Linked DNA regions of Mus musculus: regions 2 and 3 are each linked to region 1. The links are chromatin contacts, called in public Hi-C and Micro-C maps. All regions are on one chromosome and are shown on one strand. The core of a region is the stretch at or near the end of the contact, and the rest is flanking DNA. Distances in the headings are between cores, read along the strand shown.

Region 1 (4,235 bases), core at 1,736-4,235:
GCATCGATGAGATCTACAGTCAGTGAGACCTTGCCTTAATATACAAGCTGGAGAACAACTGAGGAGGGCGCGCAGTATTGATTTCTGCCCCTCTCTCACCACACACACAGAAGGTGGATACATTTAGCCACCATTCTCCACGTTCAGTGCACTCAAAAGATGCAAACAGCACGACACCTTAAGAATTACAGACATGGTAAGAAAATATTCTCTATTAAGAAATAAATAAGATCAGCCATCTTTAGAATGTGTACCTTAGCTTTATACAGCCTGTGTGGACGATGGGGTCACGTTATCTCTCCAACGGTCAATAAATAATTACTTTACTACTGTAAGTATCTGCTCACTGGGTACATCTTTAACGATGAAGAGTACTGGGAACTGAGTGTATTATCTATTGATATCATCCAGTGTGAGGCCTGAGAGATGGCTCAGCTGTTAGGAGCACTTGTTGTTCTAGCTACTAGCAGAAGAACATGGTGGCTCACAACCATCCGTAATGAGATCTGATGCCCTCTTCTGGAATGTCTGAAGACAGCTACAGTGTAAGTAAGTATCTGCAATTTGTATGTTCAATTCCCAGAACCCACAAGGTGGTTCACAATCATCTGTAACTCCAGATCCAGGGAACCTCATGCTCTTTTCTGACTCCCGAGAGTACCAGGTACACATGTGGTACAGTTACAGACATGTAGGCAAACACTCATACACATTAAATAAATAAGTAACTTAAAAAAAAATCAACCAACATGACACTAAGTGGCTTTCAGAGAAAGAAATGTAATTTCCCAAGTAGATTTTTCTCAGGGGACACACATACCCTGGCTGAACATTTATTAGATTTATTTCATAAGACAGACGCAAGAAAAAACAAAGTAGACCACTGGACAGAACATGTGTGGTGGTTTGAATAAGTATGGCCTCCATAGGTTCATGTGTTTGAATGCTTGGCACATGGGGAGTGGAATTATTCTGAGGTGTGGCCCAGTTGGAGTAGGTATGGCCTTATTGAAGGAAGTTTTGTCAGTTTGTAGGTGGGCTTTGAGGTCCTCTATGCTCAAGCTCCACCCAGTGTGACACAGAGTCTCTCCCTGTAGCCTGTGGATCAGCATGTATATATAACTCTCAGCTCTGTCCCCAGCATCATATCAGCCTGGATGCTGCCATGCTTCCCGCCATGACAATGATGGACTAAACCTCTGAACTGTAAGCCAGCCTCAGTGAAATGTTTTCCTTTTAAGAGTTGTCCTGGTCATGGTGTCTGTTCACAGCAATAAGATCCTAAGATGGAAGTGTTGTACTGGCTAGTTTTGTGTGTCAATTTGAGTTTAGAGTCATCAGAGAGGAAAGGGCGTCAGTTCAGAAAATGCCTCCATGAGATCCAGACGTAAGGCCTTTTCTCAATTAGTGATCAGTAGGGGAGGGCCCATCCCATGGTAGGTGGTGCCATTTCTGGGCTGGTGGTCCTGTGTTCTATAAGAAAGGAGGCTGAGCAAGCCATGGAGGGCAAGCCATGAAGAGCAAGCCACAGAGAGCAAGCAACAATATCCAAGGCCTCTGCATCAGCTCCTGCCTCCAGTTTCCTGCTCTGCTTGAGTTCCTGTCCTGGCTTCCTTTGGTGATGAACAGCAATGTAGAAGTGTAAGCTAAATAAACCCTTTCCCTCCCAACTTGCTTTTTGATCATGATGTTTTGTCCCAGCAATAGAAAAGCTAACTAAGAGAGCATGCAGTCGGTAATTACACAGCCCAATCCAAGAAAACAGGTTTTCAGAAGAGATTCTGGAGATCCAAAGGAAATACCATAAGGCTGAAAATTATGCAGGGCTCAGGTGACAGCCTGTTTCTACAGAGGGAAAAAATCAGAAAAAGAAAGCATCGTGCTTAAATGGTTGCACTTGTTGTGGTATAAATCCAGTAGTCTAGTTAACACTTTTATACATAATACTGTGTACAGTATTGTAATAGGCTCAAGAGGATGACAGACATGTGTGAACCAGAACTTAAGGTCTGGAGAGGAAGACCACAAATGGAAAATCAGGGCATAACATAAACCGGAATTTAATTGGTCCTAGGGGAATGGGTGCACTGAGTTTATCAACAATGTTTTGATTAACAGAAGGTTGGAGAAAGAGGGGAGGAGGAAGAGGAGGAAACCACTGAAAACAAACATGAAGCCAACTGGAACCTCTTTACCCAGAACCCCAAATTTGGATTTGTCAGAACCTGGGGCAGGAAAATCACTATCACTTTCACTGGACATGTGTGTTTGAATGCATTGCGTGCCTCTCCAGCTCTGCAAATCACTTCACACTTTCTTTCTTTCTTTCTTTCTTTTTTTTTTTTTTTTTTTTTTTTTTTGGTTTTTTTCAAGACAGGGTTTCTCTGTGTAGCCCTGGTTGTCCTGGAACTCACTTTGTAGACCAGGCTGGCCTCGCACTCAGAAATTCACCTGCCTCTGCCTCCCAAGTGCTGGGATTAAAGGCATGCACCACCCGGCTCACTTCACACTTTTATGAATGTGCACCTGAATGATTGAAACCAGACTAGGTTTCAGGAAGATTAAATTATCAGAGGGAAAAGGGGTGACCCCCGTCTGGCACTTGGAGAAGCTGCGCACACCTGTGGCTTCCGAAGTGCTGCAGAGCGCGTGGCCCACAGCGTACTTGGGACTTAGGGCTCCCACCTGTGCGGTCCAGAGCCAGAGGGTTTGTCCTGGAGCTTGTTTTTTAGCACACCCTACCAGGTTACATTAGCTCCCAGGAGGAGTGGGCAGTCCTTACCGTACAGGTAATCGTACGTTCGATTGGCGAATCCGCCCTTGGCCCTCCGCACCTCTCTGCATTGATACGGAATCCTCTGATCATTGGGCCTGGGTTCCTGGATGGTCACTGTCTGGCTCATGGTGCTGCCTTTTTCCCTCCCGCCAGCAGAAAAACAGCTATGGGAGGCTTGGTAGCTGTGTACACCGTAGCTATGGCAACCGCAGAAGCACGCAGGGATAAGGGGCGGGGCGAGTTTCAGGAGGCGGGGAGGCGGGGCGGAGAAGTGAAAGGGCAGGGGGAAAGGCTCTGGGGGCAGTTTGAAGAGGCAGAAAGGAGCGACAGAGTAGATTTTGGGATACAGGGTGAACAAACCTGGCAGAATGAAGAGGCAAGACGTGGGGCGACCTGAGGAGCTGGGTACTGGAAGGGAATAGTCAAGAGAAAGGGAAAATCTAGCATGGAAAGAAGCAGGGCCAGGAAGAAGAGGCTAAGGGATAGGGATTCTGCCCAATAGAGCTGACGTCAGATGCTGGGGAAAGGGCTACTTGAGAAAACCAAGAGCTATTTGCTAGTGACCGCCCTTGCCGCCAGTATCTTCTAGAAATCCATGGGAAATCTCTTCACCTGCTAGAATTGGGTACTTTCATTTCTTCTTTTCCTTTCCCTTTCCTTTTCCTTCTTTTCTTTCTTTCTTTCTTTCTTTCTTTCTTTCTTTCTTTCTTTCTTTCTTTCTTTCTTTCTTTCTCCTTCCTTCCTTTCTTCCTTTCTTTCTTTCTTTCCTTCTTTCTTTTTGGTTTTTCGAGACAGGGTTTCTCTGTGTAGCTCTGGCTATCCTGGAACTCACTTTGTAGACCAGGCTGTCCTCGAACTCAGAAATCCCGCCTGCCTCTGCCTCCCAAATGCTGGGATTAAAGGCGTGCACCACCAAGCCTGGCGGTACTTTCATTTCTGAAAGCCTCTTTCCACAAGGTGGAGAAATCCAAGTTCCTGTGTGTTGGGCCTTGGAGCAGTATAAAAGCGGACATTGGCTTCTGTAATAGGAACTCTATCTCCAGGCTGCTGCTCTTGGTATTATGGTGCATGCGTAGTCTCTGCTTTAAATAGATAAATAAATAAATAAATCCTGCAATGAAAACTAGAGAGGCAGAAATGGGTCAGCTTTTGCCCATGATCCATTCTTCTTTTAAAAAGAAATTTCATAGTATCATTTTACCTTAAAATTAGCCAACGCCTCGAACTAATATTGTTCATTTATTTATTCATTCATTATTTTTGTGGCATTGGGAATTGAATTTAGGGTCTCACATATGCTATAAGCACTCTACTACTGAGATACACACTAGTCCAAAATAATCTCGCTATTATCACTAACAAAGTTAATTCTAATCTTTTTTTTTAAGATTTATTTATTATTATATGTAAGTACACTGTAGCTGTCTTCAGACACCCCAGAAGAAGGCATCAGATCTCA
Region 2 (4,120 bases), core at 563-3,062, 530 kb before region 1:
GGTTGCTGGGCCCTTTGCATTTTGCATCCTGTCAGTTCGGCACTGGCGTACCTTTCCACTGTCAATGAGACAGGGAAGAATGGGGACATGACAGTCCAAGGTGACAGTGACATCATTTCGCAGGGGAAACTGAAAATAAATCACCCCCTGTAGTGACAGTCGCTTCCTGTTACACAGCACATGGCGCGGCTCAGTTAATTCTCAAGACAATTCTAACCTTCAATGTTTTATGTCTGCACCCAAGGAAGGGGGTTGCAAGAGAATACTCGTGGCAGATAAAGAAGGGGGCTGGGTATGAGTGCTGCATATGGGATCTAAACGCCTTACACTTGCTATTGTAACATCCATATTCCCATTATAGTTTCCCTAACCTTAATGCATACGGATGTAAGAATCAACCAAACATAAAGGAATCATTTGCCTTTGGTTGGAGGAACATCCAACTCTATCGCTTTTTGTTACTGGGCCTCTCAAGTCAGCTTTCCTACCTGTAAAAGAGGGATAATATGACTCTGGAATTAGGAACATATAGAGCGCTTAAGTAGCACCAACCATAGTAGGTCACTTTGAGGGAAGCCAGGTGTTTACAAATGGATTCTTAGTTACCCGTGGGCTGAATAGAGGTTTCTCTCTCTCTCTCTCTCTCTCTCTCTCTCTCTTTTTAGTTTGGGGAACTTAGGCAAATTATTTGACCTTTTGGGGCCTCAAATTGCTCGTTTGTAAAATGGAGCTAATAATCATATGCATGCTCTTCTCAGGTTAGCCATGCAGTAAGGTGAAATGCTGTGTGTGAAAACATTCACGTTTTTAATTGCACTCTTCAAGTACTAGTTGTTAGGGTGAAAGAAAAAGGTGTTCTCCTCCAAACATAACGTCAGTGAGCTACCTGTGCAAATGACTTGGGTTGAATTCAGATTCCACATAATAGTGTTTATTAGGAATATTTACCACAGTAGGAGAGAAGAGGGGGTAGCTCATTGGGTAAAAACACTTGTAGCCAGGCCAGAGGGCCAGAGGTCAATCTCTGGAACTCACCCGATGGAAAGAGAACCCCCCCCACACACACACACACACCCAAAAAGCCATCCTCTGACCTCCACAAACTTGCCCTGACTGGTGTGCCCCTCCCACACACCAATAACTAAACAATAAACATGCACATGAGACAAGATGAGGCTCTGAACTCGGCAGGATCTTCTGCAAGCAGCCCTGTAAGGTGTCCCCTTGATCATGCTCGCCCCCTCCCCCACCCACCATTTTCTCCTGCCCCACAGACGAGGAGATGTGTAGTTTAAAGGATCAGAGGGACTAGTTAAGTACACACTGGGAACATTTGAGTTTTTCCTTGAATGCAGACATATGCCAAAGCTCACTGATTTGTGCATTTGTGTATCTTCAGCTCCTGTGATAGGCCCAGGGGTTAAAGTGTTCAGCTCAGGGAAGTTGAAGAGGCCACTGGAATTGTCTTTTATAACAATCAGCACTGTCTTTTTCTATTCCCTTCTGGCTCTGCTTTTTGCTCGGAGACACAGCTCCCACAAGAGGGAGAGCCCTGTCTGTCTGAAGAGTTTGCTCAATTTTATTCCCCCTCTCTGTTTAGGAAACAAAGATCTAAATCCATCCTCCACCCTTCTGGGAATTACTTCCTCTTTTCTTCACTGTCTGCCAGCTTTTTTGAATTCTCCTTAGCAACATTTTAAAAAAAAAAATTAGTTTAGCAACAGCATTTAAGCCAATGAGATCTGAGCATGCAAATGAGTTCTAGACCAATGAGAGCTCTGCATGGCAGGCAAGGGGGCTTATGGGAGACAAGAATAACCTGGAGTTTGCAGAGCAGCCTCCAAGTGGCAGCAGAGCAGCTATTATGGACCCATCACCTCTCAAGCCTCTACTTTGTTTCCGTGTGTGTGTGTGTGTGTGTGTGTGTGTGTGTGTGTGTGTGTGTGTGTGTGTGTGTGTGTCTGGTTCCCCCGTTTAAAACATTTACTGTTACAGTAAGCCTTGTAGGTATGAGTTCTTTAGATACACTGTAGGCAAGGGCTGGAAATGTGGACTTTGCTGTTACCCAAGTCATTCGTAGGCCTCTTCTGTCTTTGTTGTTTTGTAACCAGCTCCAGCCCAGTCGTCTAAGGCCTGGAAGCCTTGGGTGATTCAGCCAGCCCAGCCTGGCGGAACAGAGGCCCCGGGGGAATCCCTGTCTTTGTTTATCCACCACTACCACAGAGCTGGGGGGTGAATGTCGTGGGAGTAAAGGAATGTACCACCAACAAACTGGTCCTATCACAATCCACATGTGGCATACAGACCTTCCTCTCCCTGCAGTTCTGTAACATCTGTCTGAACAGGAAACCTGACCAGCAAGAAGCTTGGGGGCCATACTCTTTTTGGAGTGGGTTTGGTCCTCTTCATCTTGTAGCCTGGGTACACACAGAGAGTGGCTGGATATCATAGCATATCCACATGGTGACCATCCTTCGGTCCTTTCAGATGGTATTGCAGTAAATACCTTGGTGTTAAGATGTCTGGATGTGTCTCCAGTGTTTCCATTTCTTCCTAGCTTAGACTTCTCATCCTTAAAGAGACAGTTAAGGTGTGGAATCTTCAGAAAGGGCCATCTGATTCTCCCATACACCCCTGCTCCCCAGAGCACCCACTGTGGCCCTTCCGTATATGTGTTCCTCCCTGAGAGTCACAGAGTTCATGAGATCAAAGATTGCCCTGTGTAGCTCTAGCCCTTAGCATAGTGCTGGCTTTATCACAAATGCTCAAACCGTATTTTTTTTTAATGAGGAAGGATGCAAGAAAGTCACTCTTCACAGGGGAACAATCTTCAGTGCCTGTACCTGAGCCAGAACAATGCCTGTGAGTCTGATGCTAAAAGATAACTTTTGGCACACGGAAGCCCCAAGCCTGAAAGGTCATTACCACCAATGTTTCATCCTGTGATGGGCTCATCTCAGTAACGTGGCATCCTTTATGATCTGTGTTTTAGGAGGAACCTAGAAGCAAATCCAAGATCTGCGCCAATGTGTTTTGTGGAGCTGGCAGGGAATGTGCCGTCACAGAGAAGGGGGAGCCCACGTGCCTCTGCATTGAGGTGAGTCCTGGTGTCAGGCATGGGGGGTGCTGACTGTTTAGGGGGTCCTTGAGAACTTGCTCAGTAGGAGATGCGCTTGCTGCCATCACAGCCTCAGGACCTACACAGATGACTGGCATGGCAGCAGGAGGCACTGACCGCAGTGCTGGGCGAGAGGAGGCAAATCCATGGAGTTCACTGACTAACCATTCCAGCCAAATCATGAGCTCCAGGCATAGTGATAACTCTATCTCAGAAAGTTATACTGAAAACAACCAAGGACAACACAATATGGATCTTTGGCCTCAATACATACATGAACACCAAAAAAGAAAGAAAAAGAAAAAAAAAGAAAAAAAAATGATGTTAACAAGAAAATAGAACCAGTCTGGTTGTCCATCAGCATATGAACAGATGATGGAAATGTGGGACATATAGACAATGAATAATTATTCAGGGCTGGAGAGATGGCTCAGTGATTAAGAGCACTGACAGCTCTTCCAGAGGTCCTGAGTTCAAAGAGGTCCTAGGGGCTCACTACTATCTGTAATGGGATCCAATGCCCTCTACTGGTGTGACAGTACGCTCACATACATAAAATAATAGTTTTTAAAATGATATAAAAAGAAATATTATTTATCTTTAAAGAAAAATGAAATGTGTAGGAAAATAGATGGACCTAGAAGGTGTACTATTAAGTGAGATGATTCAGGCTCAGGAAGAAAAACAAAACGCATGTTCTCCTTCCCATGTGGATCCTAGACCACACATATAACACAGAGAGGTGTACAGGAGGGTACAGTTGAGGTTGAGAGAGGAAGGGGTGCTACGATGCAGTCATCGGTGAGGTAGGATGGACAGAGGGACGCATGAGTCATGAAAGGATGTACATCAATATTTTGTCTAGTTTCTAGTCTGTCATAGTTTCTACCTTTTGAATTTTGGGTTTATTTGTTTTTGTGCTGCATCTGAAGGAGCAAGAATTGTGTAGTTTTCCATACGAATCCAACGTGTGTCCATCCTTTGAGATAGTGGTTGTGATAG
Region 3 (4,016 bases), core at 1,088-3,587, 560 kb before region 1:
GGCATCATGACTGCCATTTGTCAGATGCTAGAACCTAGGCTGGGAGAGGGCAAAGGTTAGCAGCTGGTAAGTGCAATGCCAGTATAGAAAGCCAGGTTGGTTTTGACTTCAAACTTAAGTATTTTCTACTACCCCCAAGCTGTTGTCAAGAAAAGGGCAAGCAAGAGATGCAAAGAAACTCATTTTCAGTTCTGAAAGCAATCAAGAGACTTTCCGTAAAGAAATGGCCTCCTTGTAAGCAGGAGATATCTGTGAGAAACCGCTTAGGCTATGTTGACAGCCCTCCTATGGGAAAAGCACAGGAAGTTTTGAGGGCACACAATGGTGTTATTAGAGGACAGAAGCAAACCTTAGTACATCCAAGCTCATTTCTTCAAATCTAGCACAATGACAGGCAGGGTAGCCAATGGGGGGCATTTATGCTCTGTTCATCTTGATCCAACAAATAGGAAGGCATGTAACACCTGACTGCTGAGCTTCAAAGAATGCATCATTCTCTCTGTGTTCTATTTTCCTTTCTGTTGCTGTGATAAAAGACATCGACCAAAAGCAACTTAGGGGGAGTGTATTTCATCTCAGAGGTCACAGTCCATCACTGAGGAGAGTCACAGCAGAAAGATCCCCAAGTGGGAACCTGGAGCAGAAATCTGGGAGGGATGCTGCTTGCAGGCTTGCTTGCAGGCTCATGCATAGCTAGCTTTCTAGCCCAGGACCAGGTGCCTACAGAATGGCACCACCCACAGTGGGCTAGGTCCTCCAACATCAACTATCAAGTCAATGCCTCCACAGACATAGGCCCGTCTAATAGGCAATTCTTCTCTTAGCTTCAGGCTATGTCAACTCAACAATCAAAACTAACTAGCACACCCCTCTTAAGTATAGAGGGCAGTGACTATTTATTTATTTATTTTTATTCATTAATTTTGCTTTTTCATGCAGCTAATTTTTACACAAGCAGGTTTTCCAACTCTCCCTGTACCTATGGGGTGTGTTTGATTCTGGGGTTCAGCAGTAGCAAACCCATTGCAGCCCCTGCTGTTTTAAAGCCATGGCCAACATTCCAATATGACCCATAACAGAGTTTACATTTTTGTTTCCATCTGTGTAGCACTCGGGCTATCTCAGTGTGGAATTTAGGCATAATTTTGAAACCTTCAGCTGTAGGTATTCAGCAGACCTCGGTAGACGATAAACTAAGACAAGTTCAGAGCACACCATGATACCTGGTATGATGAGAGCATCGGGGTGTGTGGCAAAGAAGGTGAAGAGAAGACGAAAAGGTTCGGCCACGGGGTGAAATGGAGTGCTTACAAGGAAGGCAGAAAGGTTGGATTTGGTGTGGGAGAAGAAAGTGGATGAAGTATCTCAGTGAATGAAGATGTGACACGGTACTGTCTAAACCCCAGAGCGAAAGAACATGGCGGTTAGTTTTCAGTGCTGTCAAGAATGGGCTGAGCAGGTAGAAAGTGGGAGTCGGCAACCAGAGGTTGAAATGTGTCACACAGAGATTTATTTTTGACCGCCAGAGATAGGGAAGCCAGGGCAGGAAAGAGATTGGGGATCCACACTCTTATTATAGGGGCGGCACACCTTTGAAGACCTCTGGGGAAAGAAACACTGGTGGAGATCAAAGGCTCAAAGAGGGACTTTTCCAGAAATGGCCAAGGTGCTAACGGGAGATTGGTGAGATGGAGAGGGGTTAGAGTTCCTGGGTTGGAGGGAAGCATATAAAAATGCTGCAGAGCAGGGCACTTGCCCCCTCTCCCTAGTACACCCACAGTTGACCGCAAAGTAGCTTTCTGCTCACCAGCCCATCTTGGGCTCCTATGCCTGCTTCCTTCTTGGGCTGTAGTAATACCTTCACATCCTCTACTCTCCCTTTTCCCTTTCAACAAGGAAGGGTGGCTCTGGGATGCTTAGGTTCGAGTCCCAGCCCTGGCATGGATGCCCACTGTACTGTCCATCTGGTTGTCACTGCAGTCCTCAGCGAGTTCCTTCTGTTACCCACCCCCACCCACCCCCCCGCTGCCGCAGGCCAGCGCCCCTCCCGGGCGTGGGATTTCTGTGATTTCCCCCGCCTTTGTTTCAGGGTCCCCTGAGACACGGACACCCAGTGCCTTCTCTTGAGATATCTGAAGATTCTTGGTTGGGGTCTAGGAGAGGACGGGGATGCCTGCGGTGCATGGACGCTCCTGGGCTACTGGCGGGGGCCGGGAGGAGGGAGCGCAGCGGGAGCCGCGGGGGCAGCGCTGCAGAAGGGGAGGAGAATAGGGAGGAGCTGGGGGGCCGGAGGGCGGGGAAGGAGGGGTCTTAAGGGGCGGCGAGCCCAGGTCGGACTTCCTCGGAGCCTGGTGATAAGCGACGCTCCCACCTTCGCCTCTAACTCGCTGCCGCCACCCTGCCCAGTGTCCTCCGGAGTCCCGGACCCGAGCACGGTGAGCGCGGTGCAGAGGCCGGGCCGCTGCGGGCACCGAGGGTGCTGGGAGGAGGGGGATGAATCTGTGGGACCCGAAGAAGTTTCTAGGGTCTGAGCGGGGCCCAGCGCCTTCACTCTCACCCTCTTCTCTCTTCCGCAGATGTGGAAACGATGGCTGGCGCTCTCGCTGGTGACCATCGCCCTGGTCCACGGCGAGGTAGGTGACCGGTCTCTGGGGTTTGCGCCCCAGCGGTCGAGTGTGCACTCTAGGGATGCTCTCTGGGGGTGGGACTGAAGGTCCCCCAGCCTTACGATGGAGTGGGATTCTGGCACGCTAGGAGCAGAAATTCTACCTAACAAACTTAGATCTCAATTCTTGAAATAGTTTGGGCCAAAAGCTGGAGCCCCACCACGCCTAATATGGAGGGAGGCTGGGGAGTGGGGAGAGAGGACAGACTGGGTGGATAGGAGCAGAGGCGGCGGCCAGAGCAGCCGCAGAGTTCAAAAAGGCGCCTTGAGTTCTGTTCACTTCAGAGGAAACAGAATAGTTACGGACTTTTTCTTTCCAAGTCTTTCCTAGCCGGGGGGGGGGGGGGGGGGCACTTAAAAGTTTTTTTTTTTAACAGCAAAATGAAATTTCCTTTCTTCTTCATAGAGTGAATTGAGATTTCCTGAAATGCATTTTCTTCTTTGTAAAATGTCCTGGATTTTTGTTGTTGTCATTGTTATTATCTGGGCCCTATAAGAGTCTTTTATAATCCAAATTTCCCCTTAAACTCGGTTGAGCAAATGCAGGAATCTGCGGCTCTACCCTTTGGGGGCCTCTGGTTTCCAGCTAAAATATGTAGAGTCTCTCTCTCTCTCTCTCTCTCTCTCTCTCTCTCTCTCTCTCTCTCTTGTTTTCTTTTCAACTCCAGTGACCTTCCTGAGACACTACAAACAAACCAACAAACCCTATGGCACAAGCCCCTCCATTAACTCAAAGGTTTAGGGACAGAAAATAAACAATTCTAAATTCCCTGGGCTCCAGTCTCCAGAAAAGTGAGGTCAGAAACTAAACATTTGATAATTGTGGCAGGAAATGTGGAAAGAATTAAAACGCATGAGAGAGAAGAAATGGAATGCACATTACAAAAGAAATAGCTCCCTGGTGGGTGGTTTATAGCCCCTCAGAGTTTTTCTTTCACTTTACAGTTTAGCCCCACCCTTTGCATCACAGCTTGAGTCAATCCCAGAATTAATAAATGCACACAGTCTTCAGGACTTTAAACACACACACACACACACACACACACACACACACACACACACACGCACACACTGTACTGGTGTGTGTTCCTTTAATTCACTGTATCACTGATTGAGGTAGAAGCAGTCTATTTTTATTTCTAGAGAAATAAAAGCAGCAAGTATTTATTAGGTAGCTACTACTTGTATTAAGATTCTACTTTAATCATAGGGGAACTGAGTCAGGGAAGTTTGTGCAACTTACAAAATAAGTTATAGTAGTGAGGGCAAGATGCAAACCCAAGCCGTCTGGCTCCAGACTCCAGACAATTCATCACTACCTGGCCCGCTTACAAACATGAGGGCTTAGGAT

What was found. A called contact is a pair of places that touch in the nucleus more often than the background predicts.
Region 2: a contact with region 1 is called in a Hi-C map of the N1E-115 cell line, with 4 times the contacts expected there. The contact joins the enhancer-like site here to the promoter of Maats1 in region 1. A contact is called at or near these places in 9 of 39 promoter capture datasets (the 3T3-L1 cell line, 3T3-L1-derived adipocytes, the HPC-7 cell line and 5 more), 1 of 15 datasets of contacts at CTCF or cohesin (pro-B cells), 2 of 484 Hi-C or Micro-C datasets (the Ba/F3 cell line and the N1E-115 cell line) and 2 of 115 datasets of contacts at active chromatin or transcription factors (embryonic forebrain and stem cell-derived neural progenitor cells).
Region 3: a Micro-C map of embryonic stem cells shows a contact between it and region 1, with 4 times the contacts expected there. The contact joins the promoter of Fstl1 here to the promoter of Maats1 in region 1. A contact is called at or near these places in 7 of 39 promoter capture datasets (the 3T3-L1 cell line, 3T3-L1-derived adipocytes, cranial neural crest and 3 more) and 1 of 484 Hi-C or Micro-C datasets (embryonic stem cells).

What each region holds. Positions count from the first base shown.
Region 1 is chr16:38,338,875-38,343,109 of GRCm38.p6, forward strand. Maats1 (MYCBP-associated, testis expressed 1) reads right to left here and starts at 2,986. Exons shown (of 17, transcript NM_001081025.1): 1 at 2,783-2,986. The coding sequence starts at 2,903.
Region 2 is chr16:37,812,714-37,816,833 of GRCm38.p6, forward strand. Fstl1 (follistatin-like 1) reads left to right here. Exons shown (of 11, transcript NM_008047.5): 3 at 2,993-3,097. Among named protein-coding and RNA genes, the nearest start is that of Gm41452, 35 kb to the right of the region's middle. Within about 2 kb of position 1,813, at least 176 of the 459 cell types and tissues checked have an H3K27ac peak or open chromatin away from gene starts, as enhancers often do. A contact at or near this core is called in 3T3-L1-derived adipocytes, the Ba/F3 cell line, the N1E-115 cell line and 2 more, where this site is marked.
Region 3 is chr16:37,774,718-37,778,733 of GRCm38.p6, forward strand. It overlaps Fstl1 (follistatin-like 1), which reads left to right and starts at 2,338. Exons shown (of 11, transcript NM_008047.5): 1 at 2,338-2,435; 2 at 2,577-2,633. The coding sequence starts at 2,577.